Linked DNA regions of Salmo salar: region 2 is linked to region 1. Evidence: chromatin contacts called from public Hi-C data. All regions are on one chromosome and are shown on one strand. Each heading gives the region's core, a stretch centred on a gene start, on an enhancer-like site or on the middle of the called end of the contact. The rest is flanking DNA. Distances are from core to core; before and after follow the strand shown. Region 1 overlaps LOC106576776 (inositol polyphosphate-5-phosphatase A). Region 2 holds the start of LOC106576773 (PWWP domain-containing protein 2B).

The links. A called contact is a pair of places that touch in the nucleus more often than the background predicts.
Region 2: a Hi-C map of gill shows a contact between it and region 1, with 3 times the contacts expected there. The contact joins the promoter of LOC106576773 here to the enhancer-like site in region 1. A contact is called at or near these places in 2 of 3 Hi-C or Micro-C datasets (gill and muscle).

Annotation. Positions count from the first base shown.
Region 1 is chrssa18:10,513,819-10,520,040 of Ssal_v3.1, reverse strand. LOC106576776 (inositol polyphosphate-5-phosphatase A) reads left to right here. Exons shown (of 16, transcript XM_045700743.1): 2 at 781-822. Among protein-coding and RNA genes, the nearest start is that of LOC106576776, 110 kb to the left of the region's middle. Within about 2 kb of position 3,495, at least 5 of the 13 cell types and tissues checked have an H3K27ac peak or open chromatin away from gene starts, as enhancers often do. A contact at or near this core is called in gill, where this site is marked.
Region 2 is chrssa18:10,700,603-10,707,701 of Ssal_v3.1, reverse strand. It overlaps LOC106576773 (PWWP domain-containing protein 2B), which reads left to right and starts at 4,066. Exons shown (of 4, transcript XM_045700746.1): 1 at 4,066-4,382; 2 at 4,656-4,963. The coding sequence starts at 4,824. LOC106576774 (leucine-rich repeat-containing protein 27) reads left to right here. Exons shown (of 13, transcript XM_014154161.2): 7 at 359-499; 8 at 680-781; 9 at 931-1,036; 10 at 1,334-1,492; 11 at 2,202-2,341; 12 at 3,254-3,380; 13 at 3,516-3,803. The coding sequence ends at 3,623.

The sequences.
Region 1 (6,222 bases), core at 2,246-4,745:
TTTACATAACGATGGCTAACTGAACTTCAGCACCTTGTCAAAAAACCAACTGTTTTGATTATACAGAGTTTGTTGATTCTGCAGAGGTTGTTGATTCTGCTCTTCACAAGTCCTCAATGTAAGCCCTAGCTTTGGCAACACAATTTCTCTACGACGTAAGGTTGTATACACTAGTACCACTGGTATTACAGTCGAAAAGGAATTACAAGCCTGTAAAACTTGCTAACAAAACTCAAGACACTTTAATGTAGTCTGTATTGCTTCATTAAGATTTCAACTTCATAACTAACATGGGGGGACAGCTGTGAGTGGAAAAACAAGCTCTGTGAGCCCTTTCTGAAAGCCATGAAGTATGATTGACAGAAAAAACTTTTTTGAGACTTAGCATCTTATTCTTTAATGGTCAAAATTCATGCAATATCCTACTTAAACTTTTCAAATAAAGCCTAAACTCCAACACCTAGGCCTTTTAGGATAATTTTGAACATGGGTTTATTTGTAAATTACTAACTTTATTTAGGCATGCTCAGGTTGACTTTTCCACAGAATCGCCCGAATGCCACTAGGCCATTTTCCTCAGTGTTATTACTATGATATGACTGAAGGCTAACATCCCCTAATTTGTTAACCGTAGGTGTGTGTGTGACATGCATAAGAATGTATTTGCAACAATGAGATAAGGGGAGAAGAATAGAAATTTGCTCAACTGTGTCATTTAAGTCATCAAAAATATGTTGTTGTCAAATGACCTGACTGACAGAGTTTATCTTGTCTTTTCAGCTTGATAATCTACAGAAGACATGGCTGCGGGAATTCTACCAGGTACGTTGACCCTCTCCTCTCCATATTGAGACAGTGTTGAATACATGAACAACTCTTCTCTAGGCCTTTCTGCTCTTTGCATTTCTAACGCTACGACAGTCGAGTCATGGGGCTGTGCTTGGCTCGTTGAGGAGGAGAGAGCACAGGCCGTGTCATATCTTAACTTTGATCTACATAGGAACATCTGAGAATCCACAACTTTTTCCACTCTGGCAGGGGAAGTCAATTCAGATAGATAGGCAGATAGCTGTTGCACTCAGTCACTCTACTGTTGCCTTGTACTGAGACAGTCATGCTGAGGCCAGAGCACAGAGGGAGATCTCAATGAGGAGTACAACATGAACAAAAAGTCTTACAACGAAATGAACCATACTGAGCTGTATCGTATATTTCCTTTTCACCTTGTCCTCACTGGCACCCCTCCAGCCACTATGGCAGATGTGTAAACGAGCACAATACAGCTCAGCTTGGTCCGGCTTAATTCGTCTCTGTAGTGTGAAGAGGGTAGTACTGTACTGTTTTCCATTAGGAAGATGGACCAACGCCTTCTATGCCAATGAGAGTGGCATGATGTGAGAGTTGCCAGGTGTGTATTACAATGATGCGTGTTTGTGCCTACTGGTTATGTGCCAAGCCAAGGTCCTGGAAACAAAGAGAGCAGCTACAAGTCACCTGTTAAGAGGATTAGACCTAGGCTTAATTCAGGTTAACTGCATGTACTTGCCTCAAAACCTACAGTAGTACGCAGGTTCATTCTGGATTTCTCCCGGAAAACACTCTAAGGCTTCCTCCTCCAGGTTTCTGCTGCTGTGTTTTGAGCTTACAGTACACAGCTGAGCTATACCAGCACTATGAAACGTGTACATGTTATTGTGGATATTAGTGAATGGCGATGGTATGTAATGTTATTGTAAAGTAGTGCACAGTGCGGTGAGTGGTGACTGACTGTAAAGGGAGGGTTGGCCCATGTCTCTCTCCTAGCTTGTTGATCTGAATCACTGCGGAAGCCAGTGGCTGAATAAGTAGAGTTGGTATGCGCTGTACAGTAGTGTGCAGTGCATTGTGTGTGGAGAGGGAGTGATTCAGTAGGCCCATGTCTCTCTCTCTCTCTTTCTCTCGCTCTCTCGCGAGCGCCCCTATCTGGTGGAAGTGAGGGAGGTGTTAGACTGCATGCTGCTTACACTCAAGCCACACACCGCCACAGAGACCAATTGATAGGGAGATGCACACGTTGGCACAGAGCCATGGAGACGTGGTTTACACACAGACCATAGACGCAAGGATAGGCACACGGTCATATAAAAATCCAGAGATGAGGATACACACACAGAGAGACAGAAAGACAAGGCTGTTCTGTAGATACACATGGAGAGACCAGAGAGAGACACTGATACAAGTGGACAGAGAAGTTTGGAAGTCCTATACCTTATACATGCCTTATAGAGGAGACGTGTGTGAATAGGCTTGTGGTCCGTTTTTTGAAGTCCTTTTAGAACGAGCAGCATACACGGAAGTCTGCTTTCGGATCAACCACGTTTCACAAAAATACTATTGCCTGCACTCAAACAGGTGTTTGTGCTTGCAGAAATATTTTCTCCTGGGAGATAATGCAGGAAAGCTAATGTTTTTTCTGTAGTCCTCATTCAAGCCACTCGTTCTTTGCTTAAGCTAAACAGAGCACAAATAAGGTCGGTGGTTGGGGAGTAGTCGGAAAAAGAGGTTACCGTTTGGCTTATTAAGGATACAGGTAAATACACCTTACTGTTGGTTCAACACACACACACACACACACACACACACACACACACACACACACACACACACACACACACACACACACACACACACACACACACACACACACACACACACTGCAATGTGTGGTGACGATAGCGAGGTGCACAAACTGTTTTCTAAGGAAACTCTGATACACTGTATGTGTAGCAAAGTCAACCCTGCTCCTGGCTCTCACACGTCACACACATAGAGCAACACTAACACAGTTTGACAGTCAGTCAATTTTCTGTTTAGACTCAAAGATACACAAAAACGCAGCCAAAATCAAATGTGAAAAAAATTGCACATGGTTCTAAAATATGCCGTTTTTTTCCTGTGCTATTTTTCACGGTTCTTTGGCTTTGGTTTTCAAGTGATACAAATATCCAGATGAACTCACAAATGCCCAATTTCCTGTTTGTCTCTCACCCTCACACATTCGATACAACAGTCAAGCGAAGTCCATGGGATCAGCTGGCTTTTGAACACTAGTCTGTCCATTGTTCACCGTGCTCTCACTCTATGCGTATAACAGTGGATGAACCCTGAGGCATGCATGGACAGGTTGATTGCCTCATGATTTAAGTGTGTGTTTTGTTTTGTTTATGTGATGAGGTTATTGGACATTCACTGTGTGTGTGTGTGTGTGTGTGTGTGTGTGTGTGTGTGTGTGTGTGTGTGTGTGTGTGTGTGTGTGTGTGTGTGTGTGTGTGTGTGTGTGTGGCGGGGGAGTGGTCTTGCGTGTGTGTTTGTCTGTCTGTGTGAGAGCGAGCCTTGTGTGAGACGGAGGAAGAATGAGTGAGAGACAGAGAGAGAGAGAGAGAGAGAGAGAGAGGTGTGCCCCTGCTGTGTGAACTAGACGTGCCTGCAGGCTCATGCCAGCTCTGTTCTCTGCTTGTCAGTGACGTCATGGAAAGCAGTATCAGACTCTGTACTCCCAGGGCTACGAGAACGGCACCAGTGACTGCTAGAGCTCACAGTCATGAGCCTCGCTAGACTTTGCTATGTTAGCCTGGCACGACTCTCCCTGCTCACATGGCTCTTTAACTTGCTTAGCACACATACTGTAGTCTCTCTCAATCACTCTCACTATGAACACGTTAATGAAGACCCCTGTCTGTTGTGAAGAATTTTAAGTTGGAAGGAATAGATGATGCAAGCGATTTGAATTGCATCAGTGATTTTTGTCCCATTTGTTAAACATTCTTTAAAACAATTACAAGTTTAGACAGTGGATGAAAAATAGTTTTTATATTGAAAAATAGTCCAATGTCTCACTAGTCTTGATAATGTTGGAAAGTAACTTGCATTGCTGCAAACCACATTTTGAGTAATTATTTTGTTGAAATTGTTCTTTTGTGGAAGGTAGTTTGAAGTTCAGTGTTAAACCAGACCATCAGATTCAGTAAGGTGGTACCTCTGCAATATCCTTGAAAAATAGCTGTTTGAATGCCTTTTTGGTAGTTAAAACCAAAAGGACATCCTGCATGCTTGCCCTGCATGTGTCTCTGTGTGTGTCTGTCTTTTTTGTCCCATTGAATTACTCTCAAGGCCTACTGTTGATGCAAGCCCTTGCTTCAGGGTTTTTCTCGAAATGCAGCTTCAGGAAATAAAATGTGTTATTTGGACACTTTTCTTGATTAGACTCGGAGACGTACATTCCATACTGTACAAACACTCACATCGAAGGCACGAAGTCGCATTCCATTCCTGCAGGTGAGGCCAAGAGTATACAATGGACAAGTGCTAGGCATTTACTAACCCCACTGCAATGTGCCTATGAGTGATCTGATAGACTGTCTACTGTATTGAAGGATTTAAATGTGTTTTACTGTTTGTTCAATAAGCACAGCAACTGACCCACTGTCATTACAGTCCTTTGGAAGACCCTGGCCCTGGGTCATATGGTTATTTATGTTTCCTCCATGGATCTGATGGGCATCCAGGCAGCTTTCAATAATCCACTGGGCAGGCACACAACATGTGGCAGAGTAGCCCAGACTGAAGTGAGCTTCACTTAAGCAAAGCAGGGCATTTTCCTTCATTTTTAGCTCTTTAGAACCCAGAGCGGCCGTCGACGGCCTTTCTTTAAATTACTATAACGGCCACTATGGCTGTCCCCAAATTAAAAAATAAATATTGGTCGACCAATAGATTGGTCGAAATTTTAAAACGTGTTTTTTCCCCTTATAGACAAACCCTATGTTTGAATAAAATGTGCTGTATAGGCTACTGAGCTTGTCTGATGCTTTAAGCACTGCCATTAAAATTGAAGACACACATTTTTGAAGAGGGAGCCAGAGATCAATATAGCCTAACCAGAAGGAAAAAGCCTGTTCCCGACCCGTGGAACAGCTTCATTACATTTATAATAAAGTCTTCATATCTCAAAATCAAAGTCATGTGGTTAATCAAAATTCTATGTAAACGAAAATGTATATAAATCTAAAAGTAACTATTGCCATTGCCAGTATGTAAAAATAGCCTACATAAAGCCAACAAATAACAAAAAAGAAGAAAAAAAACCTCTGTCGACCAACAGTCTATTGAACAAACTATCGACCAGTTGACTAAATGGGATCAACTGCTTTTTTCCCCAAACAATAATATCGGTGTCAATATCGCAAAATGTATTTGAAAAAAACTGTTCACCTGGCTATTGTCATCAACCAGAAACCGGAAACAGGGTATGCTTTCATTTTACTTTTCACTTCATTACTCAGAATAACGGCGCCAAAGCAGAAACGACTTTTCCCTGTGAAAGAGGCTGGTTGGTCATACAGATTCGGACATGTCCTTGCACTTTGAAAAGTGATGATGTTGAGGTGAGTGAAATACAGTGCATTTGGAAAGTATTCAAACCCATTGACTTTTTCCACATTTTGTTACATTGCGTCCTTATTCTAAAATGGATTCAATAGTTTTTTCCCTCATCAATCTACACACAACACCCCTTAATTACAAAACAACAGGTTTTTAGACACTTTTGCAAATGTATTACAAATAAAAAACTGATCACATTTACATAAGTATTCAGATCCTATACTGAGTACTGTCTTGAAGCACCTTGGGCAGCGATTCCAGCCTCGAGTCTAATTTGGTATAATGCTACAAGCTTGGCACACCTGTATTTGGGGAGTTTCTCCAAGTCTTCTCTGCAGATCCTCTCAAAATCTGTCAGATTGAATGGGGAGCGTTGCTGCACAGCTATTTTCAGGTCTCTCCAGAGATGTTTAATCGGGTTCAAGTCCGGGCTCTGGCTGGGCCACTCAAGGACATTCCGAGACTTGTCCCAAAGCCACTCCTGCATTGTTTTTGCTCAGTGCTTAAGGTCATTGTCCTGTTCAAAGGTAAACCTTTGCCCCAGTCTGAGGTCCTGAGCGTTCTGGAGCAGGTTTTCTTACAGGATCTCTCTGTTCATCTTTCCCTCGATCCTAACTAGTCTCCCAGTTCCTGCAACTGAAAAACATCCCCATAGCACGATGCTGCCACCACCATGCTTCACCGTAGGGACGGTGCCAGGTTTCCTCCAGATGTGACGCTTGACATTCAGGCCAAAGAGTTTAATCTTGGTTTCATCAGACCAGAGTATCTGGTTTCTCATGGTCTGAGTGCCTTAAGGTC
Region 2 (7,099 bases), core at 2,817-5,316, 190 kb before region 1:
GGGAAACTCAGTAGTCTATGGTGTCCTCTCCTTATTTGAACTGCCAAACTCTTCAACCAGACATGCCACTATACTCAGGACAGTATGGTTTACGAGGCTAGCAATGATAGGTGAAAGCAATATGGTGGATTCTTTCTCTGAGGAATTAAATGCCGTGAAGGAAAGGTGAAAAGAGAGGGAGCCACTGTAGACGAATAGGCTATTGAGATGGAAAATAATGCATGGACAGTTTAAGAATATTTTCATGACAGCCTCTGAGGAGGAGGCCTAGTGATAAAATCTCCCAGGCTCTGTAGGGACACGGTCCTTCTGAGAGCAATAAAAAAAATAAAACATTTTATTTCGATTTCTTTGTCAGAAAGAAAGAGATTACCAGGGGAAATATATTTCCTGAGCTCCCTCCCTTTGACATGCAGTACTGGAAGAGGTCAGAGGAGAGAAGATTGGCTGCAATGAAAGAGCTTAAAGAAAAACAAGCAATTCTTGAACAAAGGAGGAAGTACGTAAGTTAATACTGTTGGATTTTTATAGAACCCAACAGAATTATCTCACATCAGTAAGCTATACCTCTGACTCCCTACTGCGTTTGTGGCCTTTTGAATCACATGAATTACATACCGTATTTAGTTGCCAACTATGTTATACCAGGGGTGAGAGAGAATTGTCTCTCTACTTGCAGTTTCAGAAAGCAGGGGTGTATTGTCTCAAATTGGCATTTGATGAAGTCCCAGAAAGGGAGGGATCAATATTATGTGTCTGCAAAAACCAATGCCAATAAGGGGTAGGTAAAGAAATCCAGCAAGGTCTAAGATGAGTTTATCCTACCCCAATCCTAACCTAAACAAAATAAAACCAAACTTAGATCAGTGTTTATAGGGTAATGAATTCCTCACAGTGCTTGATATGGCCCTGCCTTTCTTTTCCACTTAGAGACCAAGAGCTCCTCAAGGAATGGCGTACTCATGCTAGGGTCATGCAGGAGAGGAAAATCTTAGAGCACAAGCAGGAAAGGCGTGAGCGACATAGAAGAGAAGAGGTATGTCTGTTCTGTATGTCTGCTTTCACTCCCATTCTATTTTTGGAATACACTATTTTGTTCACTCACAGAACTGAAAGCATTTTTCTGATTCAAATTTTCTCCCTTTCCAATGACCAGAGGAGGGCAGCATAACACCAGCCTGAGGAAAGGCTTTCACAGTCATTGGAAAGGGAGAACATTTGAATTATAAAAATGCATTCAGTTCTGTTCTTGTCATAAGGAAACTGTCTGGGAGAAGTTAGAGTAGAAAGAGAAAGACTGACTGGAGTCCTTGTTTTCATTCTGGGTGAGCAGACGTTGAAAAAGATAGCGTCAGGCTGCGCAGACACTCAGCTGAGGCTGTCCAGGTCAGGGGCAGCGACAGGCCTAGCTAACGATGGATCACTGTGCCTCCAGTGTGCCGAGTCAGTCATCCTGCAGTCAGATGTCCCCAGTGAGGCTGCACCACAGCTGGTAAACATAACCCTTCCACAGAACGCTAGCGCACACACACACAGTCAGATACACAGCAGCAGACAAGACTGCGTGGCCGCACACAACTCCAACACCATCATTAAGTTTGCAGACGACACGACGGTGGTACGCCTGATCACCGACAACGATGAGACGACGTATAGGGAGGAGGTCAGAGACGGACAACAACCTCTCCCTCAACGTCAGCGAGACAAAGGAACTGATCATGGACTACAGGAAACAGAGAGCTGAGTACGCCCCCATCCACATCGACGGGGCTGTAGTGGAGCGGGTCTAGAGCTTCAAGTTCCTTGGTGACCACATCACTAAGGAATTATCAGGCCATCATTGTAAAATAAGAATTTGTTCTTAACTGACTTGCCTAGTTAAATAAAGGTTAAATAAAAATAAAATAAAAAATCATGGTCCACACATACCAACATAGTCGTGAAGATGGCACGAGAACGCCTCTTCCACCTCATGAGGGTGAAAAGATTTGGCATGGACCCTCAGATCCTCAAAAGAAAAGAGCAACCCATAGCTGTATATCTAATATCTGACCTCTTCAGCAATGTGCCAGGATAGTAGTAGTCAATCTGTGTCACTGATAGGTCTATCATCCATCCTTAACTTTCTGTAAATTCACAGTTTTGGTTATATGAAGAAAAGACTAGCTTTCTATAGAAATGAATGTATTTTTTTGTTACAGGTACCGATAAACGCTCCATATGCCACAGAGTCTCTGTGTAGTGTTGTTGAAAGTGGTGAGGTCAAGACCCACAACCCCCCACCAAAGAGGCTCCAGAGACAGAGATCGTTCCAGTCCCAGAAGGAACACAAGGAAGCCAGGTATGATGTAGCTATGATGTGTCAATCAATGGATACACTGTTGCAGCTAATCTACTAACAGTAGCCACCAAAGGAAGCAATGGCAGATCAATCAAAAATGTTCAGAGACATTTAGTGGAAAGAGGGTTTTTTACAGACATCTCTTTTGTTCAAAGCATATATTTTGTCCCCTCTGTCAAATACTTTGGTTCAGCTGATTGTTTTAATTAATTACTTTTTTCTGTTGTCCAGTACTGTTACGGGACTAACCGGTGCCCCTGCACATTGACTCTACCGGTACCCCCTGTACATAGCCTCGCTATTGTTATTTTACTGCTGCTCTTTAATTATTTGTTACTTTTATTTTGGATTTTTTACTAATCTATTTTTTACTTAATTTTTTTTCTTAACTGCATTGTTGGTTAAGGGCTTGTAAGTATGCATTTCACTGTAAGTTCTACACGTATTGTATGTGACAAATTCAATTTGATTTGATTTTGACAACGATAGACCAGTACCTGTTTTTTTAAAATAAATACTGTACATGTAAACTATTGATTCAAAAGAGTACACCCCAGTATAAGGTTTAGTTTATTGTCAAGCTGTACAACATTGGCAGCTAAGAGCTGAATTTCAGCGTACAGTCCATCGAAATAAATAAATCAATAAATCAATCAATCGCGTGAAATCGTGTGATAAATGTATATGTGGAGAGAGCATTGGTCAGTCACAGCCTGGTGAAAGCATCAGGAGTCTTGATTAGGGACAGGGTCAGACAGGTCCGGACTCCGAGCAACTGGTCTCTGTAGTCTGTTGCTAGCCAGCTACTCCTCCACCACAAACAACATGCAGCACCCACAGCGGTATGTAACTAAGAGAATCTTTAGTTTGTGGAATGGTGGTTCATTTTACCCTTGACCTGTGTGACCCCAGGGCAGCCCGCGACCGTGAGTTAGAGCAGCGGATCAGGAGCCATGTTCAGATGATCCAGGAGAGGCGCAGGAGGCCCAGTGGCACTGCCCAAGAGGAGACAGAAGCTGCAAGGCAGGACATGGAGGAAGTACGTTACTATTCCACTGTATATCAAGTAACCAGTCAAGTCATTTTCAGTGCTTAATGACAGCAGCCCCAGGAATTGAATGAATATCTGGGTGTTTCTTTCTTTGTGATTTTCTTCCATTTGCTTCTGTTTCAGGCCAAGAGATTGCAGTCGCAACTTGCTGAGAGGAAACATGAGAGCGACATTGAGTATCGATTCATCGCATTTACTGGGGAGAACTCGCCAAGATGCTATGACAAGTGAAAGTATTTTTGTGTGTGTAGACCTACTGCCATTTAGAATTGTTGCCGGATTAAATTAATTGACATTGTATGCAAAGAAGTAGTACAGGACAGGGTAGTATGGAATTATAGCACCCTACAAACAGTTTACTCAATCACAATGGCATCCGATACCCATTCATCAATAAACATTTCAGCCTGTTACACGCGCATCATTAGTTAAGTGTAAAGTGCTTGTGTTCCAAGATAAACCAACCCTCATCCATCAAGCCAATCAGTGCTAAATAGCAGCCTAATAGGTCACTGTATTTCAGGTCCTTACAACTGTACAGCAGCTATACAGGGATTGATCATGTATATTTATCTGACTGTATATGTGCCTATAGCCTAAATTCAGTGCTTGACTTTGACTTCAATAGGTTCCGGTACTCCTTTTGGGTGCTGGTACCGTTTATATTTTGTTGCAGAAGCTCCACAATACTTTTGAGCTAATATTCTATAAGAGGAACAGGAGCTCAAGCAGTAGAGTTCCTGTCCAAGTCAAGCAAGTTACTTATTGATACAGTTGGCTTGGATACAAACAGTAAAGATGGGTGTGATTCATGTTAGCCAGGGCAGTTTGAAGGTAGGAGTATATGTAATTTGGAATGGCACGATGAAAATGACCTGAAGATGATGCTAAAATGGAAGGGGGTTGTATCGGGGGCGGCTGGTAGCCTAGTGGTTAGAGCTTTGGGCCATTAGCCCACATGTTGCTAGATCGAATCCCTGAGCTGACAAGGTAAAAAGCTTTCGTTCTGCCCCTGAACAAGGCAGTTAACCCACTCTTCCTAGGATGTCAGTGTAAATCAAAATTTGTTCTTAACTGACTTGCCTAGTTAAATTAAATACATGTATTTTTTTTAGCTAGATAATAATGATGAAATAGCTATTGTTCTGAAATTGTGGCTTCATGAGCCAACAATAAACGGAAAGCCAAATGGTATAATTTCAAGCAAGACTGAGGGGCAACCTCAAAATATTTTTATCCTCTGTCTTTGTGTGATGTCACCAGTGGCAGAACTGTTGTAATTGACTTGTGGGGGGTGATGGCGTCATTTCGTGCCCTGGTGTACCCTCCCGTGCTCGAAAGTAGAAGGGAGAAGCATCTTTAGCAGAGGCGATCGTGGCTCCCGAGGCCGGGATCGAGTACCGCCAAGCCGGACACCTCACGCCGGAAAATATGGAGGCTGTGGCCGAGGAGCTGCGGGCCGGCTCTCGGATTCCTGTCACTGTTGATCAAATAGTTAACGATACACTAGTAGTGACGCTTACCTATCAAGAAAGGTGCTACATGGGGATATTACTCGATTGCAACAAAAAGTGAGTCTTATTTATTCGAATAATTGTATACTTGTATCACAAACTAATTAGCTAGTTAGCCTGCTAATGTTTGCTGGCTAATTTAGCATGCTAACTAGCTAGCTACATGGGCCATCATACAATAGACTCCAAGGGGTTGTAGCTAGCGTGCTAGTTAACGTTAGCCAGTTAGCTCTGATTTGCTGACATTTACAGCGAACATATTAATAACATATAAACACGTGTATCATTACTATGAAGTCTGGATAAAGCCAACCACCCTGTGAAAGTAACGTGATGGGCATTTCAACAAAAGTTATTCCTACGTGGGTAACGTTACCTCATTGTTAGCTTAACTATCAAGCTAGTTCAATGTTAGCTAGATTTAGACTGCCAACAATGTAGCCCAGCTATGGCTGGCCTTACTGAAACACCCTGTCTCATATTAGACTTTTGTACATACATTCTTATAACTACATATCTAGTAATGATTACATTAAGGTTACATGTTTTAATACTAGATATGCAAAGTGATGGGCATCACATCATTCTAATTTTGCCTACTCCTGTTCTTGTGTTTTCAGTAATGTAGGCCTATGTTAAACATTAGTCATCCAACGTTACCCACAGGTAATGATACAATCAGTGTAGGCCTATTTATAAATGATTGACCTGCAACTCTAAATAAGAGATTATACAGCTGTGTTTTGCTGTTTAAAGATGGCACTAATTGTCGAGTTTCCAAGGAAATTTGACACCAGGAAAAACTATGCTATAGGCCTACTTTGTACTTGACAAAGGGTGAACTACACAATGTTGGCAAGAAATCCCATTTATGCCTATGTATAGGGTGTTAACAATAGAGGTAAGGTATACAATGTTATTTGAATGATTGGTATTCATATGGGGCATGTTATCTGGCTCGCAGTGTGTGTCACATGTACTGGCCTTGTGTTGCACTAGTACATGCTAGTGCAGTGGGTGCACCTTTTTTAAATGCCACTGGGTTTATTTATTTATAGACTCAGAATCTCAGCATAAGAATCTTACCAGCTTTTCATATCGGTAGGCCTTCACTGAGACATGTAGAACTACACGTTCATGTGATAGATCACTCCAAATGCCTTGAGATTGACCTTCCCCAGTGGAAAAGATCTAAGCTTAAACGAAGAACAGCGGTTTGGCATACAGGCTTATTTTGCTTTGTGAATGTCAAAATGTGAGTTCTTCCTTTAGGTTTATAGAAATGCATTTCCCTTAATTGTGTGTCTCCAGTTTCCATGTCATGTATCCTTTGTGCAGGATCTCTTTATTTGGTTGTAGTGTATGTACAGCATTATATTTTAAATGGAAACAGTGGTTAACAGGCCATGACAAACCCTATGTCCAGCCTGTGTCAATCATTGTGATGGCTGAGATTTTGTTGCTCAAGAAGGGCCTTTAAAGGTCTCCTCTAAAGCACAGGAAACAGGCCTCGCCGGGCCTCTTTATTTAAATGTGACAATAGCCGCTCATGGGGAAACGCCTTTCGGGCTGCCTAAATGTGCTTTAATTAATAATCTCATAACACACAAGCACCCAGCAGACACTGATGCGAAAACAAGTGAATCTCCTGGCTCTCTCTGGGTCCCGAGTGATTCACAGGGTTGTTTTTGTTCAGTCAGATGGAGTGGAGGGGGCTCCTGGGTATCCTGTAGCCTCTTTGTCTGCTGTCTCTGACAGCAGAGTGGAGCACAGCCATGTTGCTGCTGCTGCCTTGGCTGCTCTCAACTCCCTTTTCAAATGGCTCCTTAGAGAAGCCCGGCTTGGACACGTCACGCCTGCAGTCCACTGGCATGAAAAGGAACATGTGAATTTACAGAGAAAACACACACTCCAGCATTTTCAGTTTGAAGCGCAAGGCTGTAGGCCTGGGCTATAGGCTAACTAGACAACGACCTGCTTGCTTGTTGTCTCCCAACCCCCACTCCAGTAGAAAACCCAACACAGGTGATAAATGTGCTGCCTTTTACACAAACTAAAGTGTTGCAATCATAAGAGGTTTGGTTGCAACAAGGTCAGACAGAGGAGTGCATTTGTTGTGCTTAGATTTAGTCGAGCTAATGTTCTTGACCTGAACAGGAACTTAAACTAAAGAGTTTAAATTCTTGCATTATC